2 separate regions of the Oryctolagus cuniculus genome follow, and region 2 is linked to region 1. A link is a contact called in public Hi-C data. All regions are on one chromosome and are shown on one strand. Each heading gives the region's core, a stretch centred on a gene start, on an enhancer-like site or on the middle of the called end of the contact. The rest is flanking DNA. Distances are from core to core; before and after follow the strand shown. Region 1 overlaps HDAC9 (histone deacetylase 9). Region 2 overlaps LOC138845886 (collagen, type I, alpha 1b-like).

Region 1 (6,764 bases), core at 1,993-4,492:
AGTTATCAAACAATCAATCAAACAGGTATTCAGTCCTAAAAGAACTTGCTAATCCATAATCTCAGTTTTGCTACACATGGCCCACGGATGTAATGGTGGTGAAAACGCGCATGCTGCAATGGTGGCCTTGAGCCCAGACAGGAGAGCCTGGATGATTGACACCAAAGCTCCCTTCTGATGCGACCTATCAGGGAAGGGACCCCCAATGCCAAACCTGTGCTCACGACACTCTGACACGGTGGGGAGGCTTACTTTGTTCATGTGGATCTGCTGCTGGTACTGCTTCTGCTTCTCCAGGAACTGCTGGTGCTGTTGCTGAATGACCAGCTGGGCCAGCGTGCTCTGTGGCAAAGGTGCCGACTGGGTTCGATTCAGCGGTCTGTGCCGGGGCAGTTTGTGGGAACCTCTGATGCCAGGTGAAATTCTCTCTTTTGTTGCCAAGGGAGACTGAGGGTGTAAGGCAACGCCACCTGAATAAAAAATACATACATATTTCTGTGTGTGTGTGTGTGTGTGTGAATATGTGCAATTACATGTATATCATTTTAAGAGGAGAACATCAAGGCACTGAAAACAGATGCAGGGGATAAATTAGATGGGGGTGTGAGGACAACACCGGGCAAGCATCCAGAGAAGGCTAGGGTGCACTGGACAGGTCTCCCTGACCACATGACTCGCCAGTGGCGCAGCCTGGTAGGCATGGGTGAGCACCCCACTCCAGCCCACTCCATGGAGCTGGCAGCATGCACATGGGCAATTTCCCGCAGCTCCTGTTGCCAGGGGGGGCCCTGCAAAGCGCTATCTATCCACCCTTATCCACTGGATCGAAGAGGACCTGCCTGCGGGGCCATTGGTAATTACCAGTCACGAGAAGCTTTTGCTGTCGCATTTGTTCTTTCAGTAACAAATGCTGCAGGAGAGCTTGGTGGCTGCTGTTTGGTTTTCCTTCCAACGCGGCCGCGTGAGGATGGCTGGAAGATGCTGCCATGCTGGCCCCATACTGCCCAGGCAGCGCCACACCCGGCCTCAGTGTCTGCGTCTCGCACTTCTGCTTCTCTTTGAGTGAATTTGAAGCCTGTGTCAAGAAATAAGAAAGACGTTCATCCACGAGGGTCCTTAGGGCTCCACATCATCAGGCGAGGTTCTTATGCTGTAATTTCTCGAAATAAAACCCCCCATTTTATCCACTGGCTGAACTGGGACAACAGTACAAAAAGCCTTACTTTTAAGTACAGCAGTACTTAAAAGCCAACTGGATGAGCACTGGAGACAATTTAGCTTCTTAGGTAAATATAAAAAATGATGCTGGATACAAAATTCCTGTCACACCGAAGAACAATTGGGCAACATGATGACTATTATTAATAGTAATATAATGTACCTTTAGAAACTGCACAGAGAGTCGATTTTAAGTGTTCTCTCCACAAAAGAGAAATAAATCATATCAAGTACTATATATGCAAATTGTCCCGAGTAAGCCATTCCCCAACATACATATACATCAGAACATCAGGCTCTAAACCATAAATTTACATGATTTCTATGTATCCATTTAAAAAAGGCTCGTTTCAGATTTAAGAAGTGGGATGTTGCTTTCTAAAGTAATTGAAAATACATTGCTTAAGCAAAAGGAAATTTTTTCAAATAACTTGACCACAGATTTCTCAGGGCTTCAAGAGCTGCAGATAAGATCATCTGTAGCTCTGGAGTTTCACTAAAAAGGAACAATTCACTCTTTCAGACATGCTAAGAGGTTCACAGAACTCTAAGTTTCTAATATCTAATTTTTAAGATGAAATTCTTAAATTAACTCAATGAAAAGAGGACAAAATATGCAGGACTTTGACTTCAACATGTATTTTATAGTAACTCATAACAGATCCCCAAATCTCCAAATATTGAATATGACACTCCAGATACATTTGTACAATAATGTAAACTATGAGTGAAATTAGATATCAAATAAAAACGCTATTAAGAACTTGAAATGTATGATAACACAGTAATAAGGCAATAATAATTATATCATCAATAGCAATAATAAATTATCCTATTCAAAGAATTTAATGAATGGTGGTCATTTTGGTATTACAAAAGCAGAAGTCTAATACCTCCAAATTATGAGGCATGTTTCCTTTCAAAACTCATGTTTCATCTTTCAAAATTGCTGTGCACCAGGGAAGCAAAGCAATTTTTTCAGTGACGGAGAAATTGAAGGACAAAGAGGTAAACGATTTGTCTGAGTCACAGAGCAAGTCAATGCAAGGTTTAATTTCACAATGATTCCTTGTCCCGGCCTTTTTTTGTTGTTGTTGTTAATGTTCCCACTATTCAGGAGGGAGACGGAATAGTGGAGGTCCTTTTGCCAAAGCAAGGCTAAGCTTGAAAAATTAATTGTGATGGCCTTATCCACACCAAAATGGAAGCAGAGAAAAAATGCAACTCTAATCCAAACCACACTGGTTTATTCATCCAATGGTACCAAATTGTATTACCATCGAAACATTAAATGGTCTGGCTTTAGTGCCTGGTCCTTTGGGAAAAAATTTTCCCTGACCACATGAAACATGGTGCATGTATGAGTTACCAAGGAGAAGTGACTTCAAACATGCCAAAGTGGAGGAATTAAAATGCCTCTTCACGTGTCCTGAGGAGTGTTTGGGTTAGAATTTGCTTTTTGTTAGAAATGATGGGAAAAAGAGGAAGAGAGGGAAATGTAGTTTTTAACACATGAAGAATTAAAAATATGACCCATGAATATATATTTTAGTTTTATTCTTAATTCTTTCTTTTTCCTTTTCACTAAAAGCAATTAGTTACAAATGTTTCGTGTGTAATTAGAAGGGCCTAGGGGAATTCATGATTTTTAGGTCTTTATTCTTTAATCTCCAGATATAAAACAAAATTCAAATTTTGTTTTCTCCTCATTAGTATAAGACCCAATATCACAGGAGGGAACATTATACTATTTTAAAAAGACTAGATATGATAATATATCTGTAATAATGCTTTTATCCTATGCATTGAACATACTTATCAATTAGACATACTGGACTTGCTGGTAAAGACTGACCAAACTGGGGGGCCGGCACTGTGGCACAGTGAGTAAAGCTGCCGCCTGCAGTGCTGGCATCCCAAATGGGCGCTGGTTGGAGTCCCAGGTGCTCCACTTCTGATCCAGCTCTCTGCTATGGCCTGGGAAACCAGTAGAAGAAGCCCAAGTCCTTGGGTCCCTGTACCCGCGTGGGAGAACCGGAAGAAGCTCCTAGCTCTTGGAATCAGATCAAGACAACTCCAGCCATTGCGGCTATTTGGAGGGTGAACCAGCAGATGGAAGACCTCTCTCTCTCTCTCTCTTCCTCTCTCTCTCTCTGCAACTCTGCCTTTCAAAACAAATTAAAAAAAAAAAAAAAAAAAAAAAAAAAAAAAAAAAAAAAAAAAAAAAAAAAGACTGACCAAACTGGGGACAAGGGTTGGAATAAATTCTATAAACCCAACATATCCCACGGCCTCTGTATGTGTGCAATTTAATTTACTTACATGTCAGAGATTAATTACCCTGCATAAGGCTCACAAGTCTTCATAACAAATAAAAGAGATGTTATTTTAGGGAACAGGCATACAATAATTATTGCAACCTTCTACTAGTAGAACAATTAGCTCCAAAAGATACTACCTATTTCACTTGTCAGGGCTTTTAAACTGACTGATTCACTCTGAACCTCCTGGGAATGGTTTGATATTGTTCTTTGAGGGTATTTCCAGATATGGATTCTTTAGCACTGGAGTCAGCAACTTGAAGTCCCAAAATACAATCCTTTCGCAAGATAAATTCCATAAACATTTGCTGCTGTGTACTGGAAGCAGCACCACTCAGCACCAACCTGGGTGGGACACCAGGCCTGCTACTCACTGGCCTCTGTGATTCTGGGGCTTTTAAGCTCCCCAGTATTCAGCTTCTTCTGTGAAAATGTGAAATGTGATTTCACCCTGGCTGTGCAGGGTTACTAACATCATCTATCTGGAGAGTTCTTTTTATAAAAAAAAAAAAAAAAAAAAAAAAAAAAAAAAAAAAAAAGCTGTAAGCCTTTATACAAAAGTTAACTACAATTTTTGTATGCGAGCCTGTGAATGAGTATGAATCTAGGACTTGAAATTAAACAGAACATCTTTGCACAATGCAGCGAACAGTCAAAGAGAAGCTGACTCCACCACGTTTTTCTGAAATCTAAAGATGAGGGAACTTCAAAAAGTTTGGGGCAAAATGGAATTAAAGGTTCACTTGGGCCCAAAACATTAGAAATCCATGCACAGATTTTTCATAACATGCATCTTTCAGGAACTCTTTGAAGGACCGTTGAATAAAAGAAGGGAAAGAAAGGGATTTCCTCTCTGCAAACAGAGCCTGGGCTGGCTTAGGCCAAAGCTGTACGATGACTTACGTTGAGCTGGGACGACACTGCCGGGAGTCCCAGGGTAATGTTAGGCAAAGAAGGAGAGGTATAAAGACTTAGCAGGTTCATGGAATCTTCGTGAATTAGAATGCGTTGCTGTGAAACCATTTGCTGTTAAAAAATCAAAAAGAGTCTCACAATACTACAGTGCCAAAAATTTTACTGTAAAATGTTCACATTCCAAAAAGAGGTTTTATTATCAAAAATAAGAAACATATTAAGCACGTGTTTTATGACTTTAATATGTAAGAGTTATCATGTAAAAATGAAATAAGCCTTTTTTTTGTCAGGCATATGTGAATAAAAGGCTTTTATGCATTTTGCACATTCATTTAAGAAATTCTGGTTACAACTAATGATAAATTACAACAATAGAATTTCATAATTCTGATGAGTATGTACATTCCTGGTTTGTATTACTGAGGGAAAAACTACACGTACACAGCGCTATTGTATATTCAATGTCATCTGAGTTAAAATGCCACTTTACCGATGGGAAAAGTCACCCAAGAAACAAAGCTTAAATTTCAGCATGTAGGACTTCTGTAGGAATCACTTCCTTTTAAATACAAAAATTTGTGAACATGCAACCCTACGTAGTATTTTTTAGATTATTCATATTCAGAAACTAAAGTAAATGTTAAAAATGTTATGAGTTTCTGGCATCACAATAGCCTTCATTTAAGCTGAAACACCCTGAAAATTTTGGCATCACAGTGCTTTGTGCAACAAATACCTTTTTTTAATCCAATATTAAGAGTCATGTTTTCCCACATGTGGCTTAATATGGTTGCTTGAATTACATTTTCTGTTTAACTCTTGCTTCCCTCCCCGAACTTTTCTACAATGAGGGTTACAAAGGACTTATTAGACTAAAGAACTCTGGCCTGATATGGTCCCCAAGGGAACAACATCCCTGAAAAAGAATACTCCATGTAACAGAATGACACAGTGACTGCTTTCTTCCCAAACAAAAAGCATATGGGACTCCAATAATAGACCACCTCCAAGAGGGATATTGCACACACGGGTTTTGACTAAAGTAAATATAATAACTTGTCAAGCATGTTTGGGGGAGCTGTAGATTTTCTTCTGGACAAACCTGGGATATCAATTAACTGGGGAAAATATCATGTGCTAATACAATGCCCCCTCAGAATGTCACCGAAGAGTGATGCGCCACCAAAACACAGGATGTTATTGCAAAACATCATCTCAATCATACGTTTGTTTGGAGATGAGTCCCAGCCTTAACATAATAGGAGCAGAAGGCTAAATGTGGAGTTTTCTCACTGCAACTTGGAACTGCAAGCTAACTTGGGTTTTATTTCTTCTTAAAAGAACGTGTCAGATGTTTGTGCATGAAAATCAAAAGGTATATTGCAATCGTTAACACTGACTTTATATAGAATCCTTTACAATATTTAAGTGGCTTAATAGCACAAAGGTTGTTGGAAAAGATTTTAAAATTACGAGGTATGAGACTGCAATTTTATTTTAGGAGCTATCAGGAAGACACGGCTGTGCTTACACAAATCAGCTTTTAATGTAAATTTCAAGTATTGAATACATTTGTGTACCTGAACACAAACCAAAGGAACTTATAAGGAGGCAAAAGTATTGTAACTATCTTAGTGGCAGCAAATAGTCACTGAAAATAAAAGTGGATTCCATTCACTTCTCTGTAATCACAGAAGAGAAATATGGAAAAATAAGCTGTTCAAATAACATCTAATATCCCTTCAAGGTTATAGCTGCTTCTCACAGCACTGGGATGGTGGGAACAGCACCAAAAACTACCACAGACCTCCCAGACGAGGCCTCTTTGTTTCCAAGAGAATTTCTGTGATTCCTTTTCCCTCATCACAGGAAGCAGGCTTACAGGGAGGGAGAAATAGATTTCTTCTCTGATGTAACAACGGCAGTGGGGTGCGGCTTTGGTGAAAGTAAAGCGATCGGGGATATTTCACAGCCCGACACCTCCATATAAAACTTGAGTAACTTCATTTCCTATTATGGTATACTGATTTTCAGCACCTACTGGGTGCCAAATTTTGTGCCAGGGATTTTCTGAAGATTAACCCACTCTTCACGGTCCCTGTAAAGCTACTACTCTGTGTATGCCGCAGATGAGGAAATGGAGTGATTCCTCCAATCCTGCAGCCCAGTGAGATGAACCAGGAAGCTTGTTCAACTGACCAAGGCCATCAGAAAGGTTTCAGGTGTTGCCACAGTAAGCAAACACTCCTGGGCAACTACTGGTGGAGGACAGGGACCCATGGAGGAGAAGGGAGAGAAGAGCAGCTTTTG
Region 2 (6,764 bases), core at 2,029-4,528, 440 kb before region 1:
GCAAATAGGAGGCAGTGGGCCTTTGTGTTCTGGGTTTGAAGAAGAACTTTGACGACACTTTTACATAGCAAATTCACTCAGTGCTTGGAAATGCTTTGTAGTGGCCCAAAGCTGTGCATTTCCTCCTGTGGAACTGTTTTTTTTTTTTTTCCTTCCACAAAGTAAATGAGTAGAAGATGCATCAAACAGGATTATTGCAGATGTGCACATACTGCAGTGCTAATTGCTCTTCTTTTTTACAATCCCATCCTGCACATGCTTTAATTTATATTTGCCTGACTTAGCTTTTCGGTGAATTAGCGGCACTCTGCCACACACTGAATAGTGATGTGTTTGCATCACCCGATTATCTCAGATGCATTGTTGTCTAGAATCCACGCTCCTAATTTCCTTACCACCCACGCCCATCCCTTTCTTCTGTTTGGAAGGCTGATTTGTGTTAAGAAGGGACCACCAAGCTATTAACTCTAAGACATAGCTAGCTTTATGCCTAGAAAGTGAGGCTTACGCTCATATCACATTTTAACTCTTCCACTAGCATTATCCTTGTTTCCCTCAGTGCTTTCAAGAGGCAGTAACTCCAAATGCCTCGCATGGAAATGATAAACTGCCTGTTGTGCCTTTGCTTTGAAGGACTCCTCCTGCAGAGTATCATATTTAAATAAATTGCCATTGAGTTTAGCAAGCAGCACAATCATGCCCATTGAGGTGGAGTCTTTTGATCATATTTTGTAATGCAATCAAGGATCACATGAGGATTCCTGAACAGGCCAGCCTTGCTGTGTGCTAAATAGGCGACAGGAGAAAGAGAACATTAATTGCCCTGAATCCCACTGACTTAACAAAGCACACCTGTGTCCCATATACCACAGCCCCTAAGGCAACGGGTTACATGTACAGCATGGGTAACTCTTTGCACTGGATTGATCAGTAATTTGAATCAAACTGTTAATCTTCTTAAAAATAGCTGATATATTCAATTGTCAAAACAAAACACACACACACACAAAAAAACCAAATGTGTACACAACAGCTAAGCCTTTGAAGCCTTTGCACACGTTTCTGTAAGAGAATGTACCAGATGGACACAGAGGACTCAGGCTGTTAGCCTGCCTAGTCGTTGATTGGCTCAGTTCATATCTCTGTCTTCTGTGACCTCCTTACCTGGAAGAAGATTGTCCACCTACCTCCTGCAGCAGCTGTCTTGAGAATGACAGAGGCAAATGCTTGGGGAAAACTACAGACATGAAGCCATTCTGAGAACTGTGTGCATGTGCATGTGGAACAGAGTGTCCGTGAATACTGCTCCAGCTCCTTATCTCTTTGTGAACATTTTTAATGGTTCTGAAAAAATGGGAGGGCTTTGGGGAATGTTTCATCTACCAGAAATTCAGGGTCACTAACGAGGCATTGCCCACTGACATATTAATTGAGGAAACTTGGGGACACTGTTGAACTTCGGCAGATGGATTTTAAAAGAGGCAGCAGATGTGGAAGGGAGGGGGAGCAGTGTAAAGAATTTCCTGCTGCACTGGTCCAAGCATTCTGACTTTCTGTTAACTCCGAATTATGAATGAGAAAGAACTAACTGATACCACCTTGGATGCTTTCCTAACAGACATTGTCTAGTAACCTGTTACCACCCTTGGAGGGGGGGTGGTTCAGCAAAGAGGAGAGGGAGAGGTGGAAAATTGCAAAAGTAATTAAATACCAGACCTTTTTCTTTTTTCTTTTTTTTTTTTTCGAACTCTACCAAGATCAGTTCAATGGAGATGTCTTTTTTCTGTTTTTCAGAATGATTCTACTTAGGGTATTGCATAGTTAGAAAAATAATGCTGTCTATAAAGAACAAATGTGGAGTTCACAGCCTAGGCCAACACCTCACCTTTCTGTCAGAAGGGATGACATTCCAGGGGCCTAGGGGGTAAGTAAGGCACACATTTGGTTCACAGGGTGCTGACTGGGGCTCTTAGTGATATATAATCCTGCATCCTTAGAATGAGCTGGGAACGGGGCATATACACATCATCCCTAATCTAGAGTGATTCATTGTGTGATACATGTAACCCCCAGATTACAAATAAGGTCATCAAATTCAGAGAGATTTGAGTACCTTAATTTACCCAGCATTCCACAGACATTTCCTGACTGAGCCAGAAGTGCACTTTAAGCCTGTCAGGTACAAAACACAGTGACCTCCCCTACCCCAGGCTGCCTCTAGTCAAAGTGGCCACTCAGGCTGGGTTGGGAGACACTGCTGAGGGCAACCTAAGAATATTTTAATTATCTTCTACCAAGAAAAAAAAATTGTCACCATGGGAGCAAAATTGAACAAACTATTGGTTTGTAGTTGTCCATCCAGCATGTGTAATTAAAAGCTGGGTGGTATTTTCTGGAAAGAAAGAAAAGGCGCCCATCCTTTCCCAGCTGGTGTTCTCAGAACTTGACTTGAACTAGCCTTCTTCATCAGAACAATGTAGGAGAGATTCACAAGGCCCGTGAGTCAGCCTGTTTTGGATGCTCAGTGTCAGCATGAGGCCTCCACACTGCAGCCTGTTCTTTTCTCATGGGGCGGCTTCCACGGCTTACTGCAGGGGAGGTGGAGGAAGGGGGAAGCTGGCCGTGTTGCTCCACCATCAGGAACGCAGTGAAATGTCTCTATCCCCAAAGGCAACTTGGCAGTATGGGCTGCCTGCCACATTGTTCAAGCCGCGTTTGTTCTCAAGCCTGTAGAAGGATTTTTTAATATTTTAAATATTCCCATTTCTTCATGTCCCCTCCCTGTCCTCTGGAGGAATTCTTTAAATCGTACGATTGATCTATTTTTAGGGAGAAACTCTGCTATAACTCTGTAGCGGGCAGACGTGTTTTCTTTTAACTTTATGGTATTTTATATAGGACCCTTTAGTCATGTTCATGCGGTTTCTCCCAATCCTCAATCCCGCTCCCACCTGATTCTTTTCTCAACAAATGCTTTATGAATTAAATATTGTATATATGGCTAAAAGTCTTTTTCCCCCAGCCACAAGCATAATAAGTTCTAAAAATAAATTAAGCAAATTTTCTTTTCCCTCCATAGTTAATTCTAGTGATTGAACTTTAATGAGGGTGGAGAAGATGTATTTGGAGCCCAGGATTTCATTGTACACAGAGTAGTTGATGAGTGGTTGGGCAATCTGCACTGATGTGTAGGCCGTGTGTTCCGAGTTCTTGCCCTGGACCCCCCCTTTCCCTGCCACGTATGAGTGAGGCCCTTGGCTTCCAAGGCCTGCCTTTGATTCAGATTTCCCCTGTGCCATCTCAGCAAAGCAATGTTGCACAAGGCGCCCAATCTCTCTACAGCATTCCGTGTTTGCTCAGTGAGATCATAATGGTATTGATCCCCGGAGGCCGTGCAGGTTAAATGGGGTTATCTATGTAAGGCATTCACACCAGGATCAGGCACATTGTATTCCCTGCTAACTACTCAAGTTTGCTAATATTCTAGTTATTATCCTCATCATCCCAGAAACAGGAAAGAAACCACCCTTACTTTCTGTGGAAAAGAAGAAAAACGCTTTTGGTCGACTTTTCACCTCTTTCCGATCCTGTGCATGTTGCAAACTGAGAATTCCTCAGCTTCCGCTCTTAGGCTTGCTTGGCAGCCATGGAGCAGCATGGGGCTGCTCTATCCCGAACTTGAATTTGTTACTAGCCTTGCTCACACTTTATATCCTTTTCTAGATATACTCAACAGTGCAAGCATGTATGTAAGCTTGTGAGTGTGTAAGCACATGTGCAAATGTGCATGCAAAGCGTGTGTTTTGTGTGTAAGCAAGTGTGTAAATGGGTTTGCAAGTATGTGTGTTCAAGCGTGTGTGTGTGTGTGTGTGTGTGTGTAGCGTCAGGGGTAGGCTGGACCTCTAAGTAATATTAATTCTCTGAGATAAATGCTTTTCCCCCTTCACCTCCTTCCTGTCCCTTGGTGGATCTGAATTTCTTGCAGTGGCTTTACTGCAAGGGAAGTTGGAAAAGATGTCTCTTTCCCAGGAATGGGAAGGATTGTCTCACTGTTTCTGGCTTAATAATATTAGGATGATTTCTATTAGGTCAGAGGAGGAGCTAGGCTGGGCTACTTCCTTGGTATCAAGGGTCAAGCATTGACCTGAAAATCTGTGTGTGTCTACAACAGATTATTTTCAGTTTTCTTTTTTTTTTTATTTATTTCTGACTATCCAAGGGTCTTAGGCTTACAAAACAGAAGCTTCTACTTTCTTAGGTACAGACTCTAAGTATCTATCTCCCTTGGTTTCAGAATGAACCATCTTGGCAGGCTTTTTTCCCAAAGATTTTTGTAATTATGGCCATTAGGTATGAATTTGATCTTGCATATCACTCTTGGCAAGTTCTATTATTTCTTTTGAAGAGAATCCTGCTACTTATATGTGTTCCAACCACACAATGAACAAGGGAAAAAAAACCCTAAAAGTCATGACAAACTTTTCAGTATGAGGACAGTTATGATGGCATTGATGAGTTGACGTCAGCACCATGCTTGTTGCTCCAACCATTGGCTGGAAGAGCAGGTGACACAGAGGTATCCCCTGGTATGCATTCAATGCTGTCCATCTTGGAAATGTGAAACAGCACTTGAATTTCACAATACTTATCTTTTTTCTCTTCCCCACTACCCCTCTCCAAAGTATATTTTGTTTTATTATTCTCCTCCACACCCACACATTACTTGTATAAGGGAGCTAGCAGGGGTCACCGCAGGAAAATAACTAGAAGCTCTTATGGTAACAGTTCCTTCTGCCTCTTCTAAGCAGTACCCATGTGGCAGCTTTCTTCTCTCTCCACCGATGTCCCAGCCATGGAAAAGAGGACTGGTGCAAAGCATGTTCTGGGCACTGTGTATCACTTTACATATGGTTAAAAACTCCCAGCATTTGAACTTGCTATCTTGCTCATCAGTGTCACATGTAATCTGCTTCATCACTCAACTCGGAGGAAATAATATGTTCCGCATTTTTACAAAATGTAGGAGTCCCTTGCAATTCCTGGGATCTGAGTTTGGAACTGGAAATGAACCTTTCCAGAACTAAGTTAAAACTAATGCTGTCAAGCACAGCATCATGGTTCAGGGGGAACAAAGGAAAACAGCCAGCCAAGGTTCACCAAATAAAAAGTTTATCGGTCCCCTTAGTCATCAAATGCCTCCTTCGAAACCAAGCTGATGCATTGCGTGTAAATGAATCAGAAACAGAGGCATAATTAACACCAGCCTTCAAAAGCCAAAACCATTTGGCCTATGCTTTTCTGAATTTGTGAATATTCTTCAATTCTACAAGAGATATATTGAAGACTAGATTTTTTTTCCCCGCTTTTTCACGTCATAGTTCACACACCGTAGAGTTTTCCTGTTTACAGTGGACAAGGCAGTGGTTTTCAGTATGTTCATAATGTGGGGAGCACTACAGTCATTTTTGGGAACATTGTCATCGCCTCAGAAAGAAACCTCATACTATTGCCCATCACCTCCTATGAGAGTTCATTTTAGGTATCACTTTGACTGTGTTAAAGGACACCAGGCAATCTGGGAAAGCATTATTTCTGGGGTCTGGGTATGGGTTTCAAGAAGAGGTCAGCTTGGGAGTAGTGGGTTGCATGGGAAAAGTCCTGCCCTCGGTGTAGACGGGCACTGTCCACCTTGCTGAAGGCCCAGACAGAGCCAAAAGGGAGAGGATGGGAAGATTCACGCTCTCTCTCCTGGAGCTGGGATGCCATTCCTTTCCTGCCCTTGGACGTTGTAACTCAAGGTGTTCTGGCCCTCAGGACTCTAGGACATGCTTCAGGAGCCCTTTGATTTCTCAGGCCTTGGTTATTGCACTGAGGGTTACCCGGTCAGCTTCCCGATCCTGAGCCTTCAGACGTGGACGGAGACATGCTACTAAGCCTTCTGGCTGTCCAGGGTGCAGATGGCCTACTCGGGGGGCTCCCTAGCCCCCTTAGTCAAATGGAGCCAGTTCCACCAATAACCCTCTTCTTGGATGTTAACCTCTCTGTATTCAAGAGTACCCCCAAAAAAGTTCAAAGAAGAAAAGGATTAAAATGCATTGCACATTCCATGTACTTTGTGAACACCTGTGTGTACCTTATTGATTCTGTCTCTCTGGAGAACCCTGGCCAGTATACCCTCTTATGCCCTTATATCCCCTAACCCTAAACAATCACTAATTGACATATTAGTTTAATAGTTTGCCTGTTCTGGGCATTTCACAGGAATAGGAATGGATAGGAATGGAATCATGTAGCCTGTGATCTTTTGTGACTGGCTTCTTTGTGACATAGCCTGGTGTCATGGTTCATCAGTGGTTCATAGTATCTAACAGTATTTCCCACTTTTTTATGATCATTGTATGTATATAATACACTTTATTTATCCATTGATCAGCTGGTGGAAATGTAGACTCCCCTCTTTTGATATTATAAATAATGCCATGTATTATTTATAAATATGCAATTTATGTGTTTTTGTCAATATGTCATTATTTTATTATTTGTAACTATGTCATGATGTAAACAACAATATATTAATGCATTCATGTACAGATTTTCATTTGAATTTATGTTTTCCTTTCTCTTGGATATTTAACTGGGAATAGAAATTATAGGCTATCTCTATGTTTAAAATTTGAGGAACTCCCTTAGTGTTTTCCAAAGTGACTGGACCATTTTACATATTTCCACCAATGGTGTATGAGGGTTGCAGTTTTTTACATGTG

The links. A called contact is a pair of places that touch in the nucleus more often than the background predicts.
Region 2: a Hi-C map of skin fibroblasts shows a contact between it and region 1, with 2.7 times the contacts expected there. The contact joins two enhancer-like sites. A contact is called at or near these places in 2 of 6 Hi-C or Micro-C datasets (ear pinna and skin fibroblasts).

The regions. Positions count from the first base shown.
Region 1 is chr16:10,781,174-10,787,937 of mOryCun1.1, reverse strand. It overlaps HDAC9 (histone deacetylase 9), which reads right to left. Exons shown (of 27, transcript XM_051853225.2): 10 at 4,443-4,565; 11 at 862-1,075; 12 at 253-470. Among named protein-coding and RNA genes, the nearest start is that of TWIST1, 460 kb to the left of the region's middle. Within about 2 kb of position 3,242, at least 1 of the 8 cell types and tissues checked has an H3K27ac peak or open chromatin away from gene starts, as enhancers often do. A contact at or near this core is called in ear pinna, where this site is marked.
Region 2 is chr16:11,218,050-11,224,813 of mOryCun1.1, reverse strand. All of the region lies in intron 2 of LOC138845886 (collagen, type I, alpha 1b-like), which reads left to right. Among named protein-coding and RNA genes, the nearest start is that of TWIST1, 23 kb to the left of the region's middle. Within about 2 kb of position 3,278, at least 4 of the 8 cell types and tissues checked have an H3K27ac peak or open chromatin away from gene starts, as enhancers often do. A contact at or near this core is called in ear pinna, where this site is marked.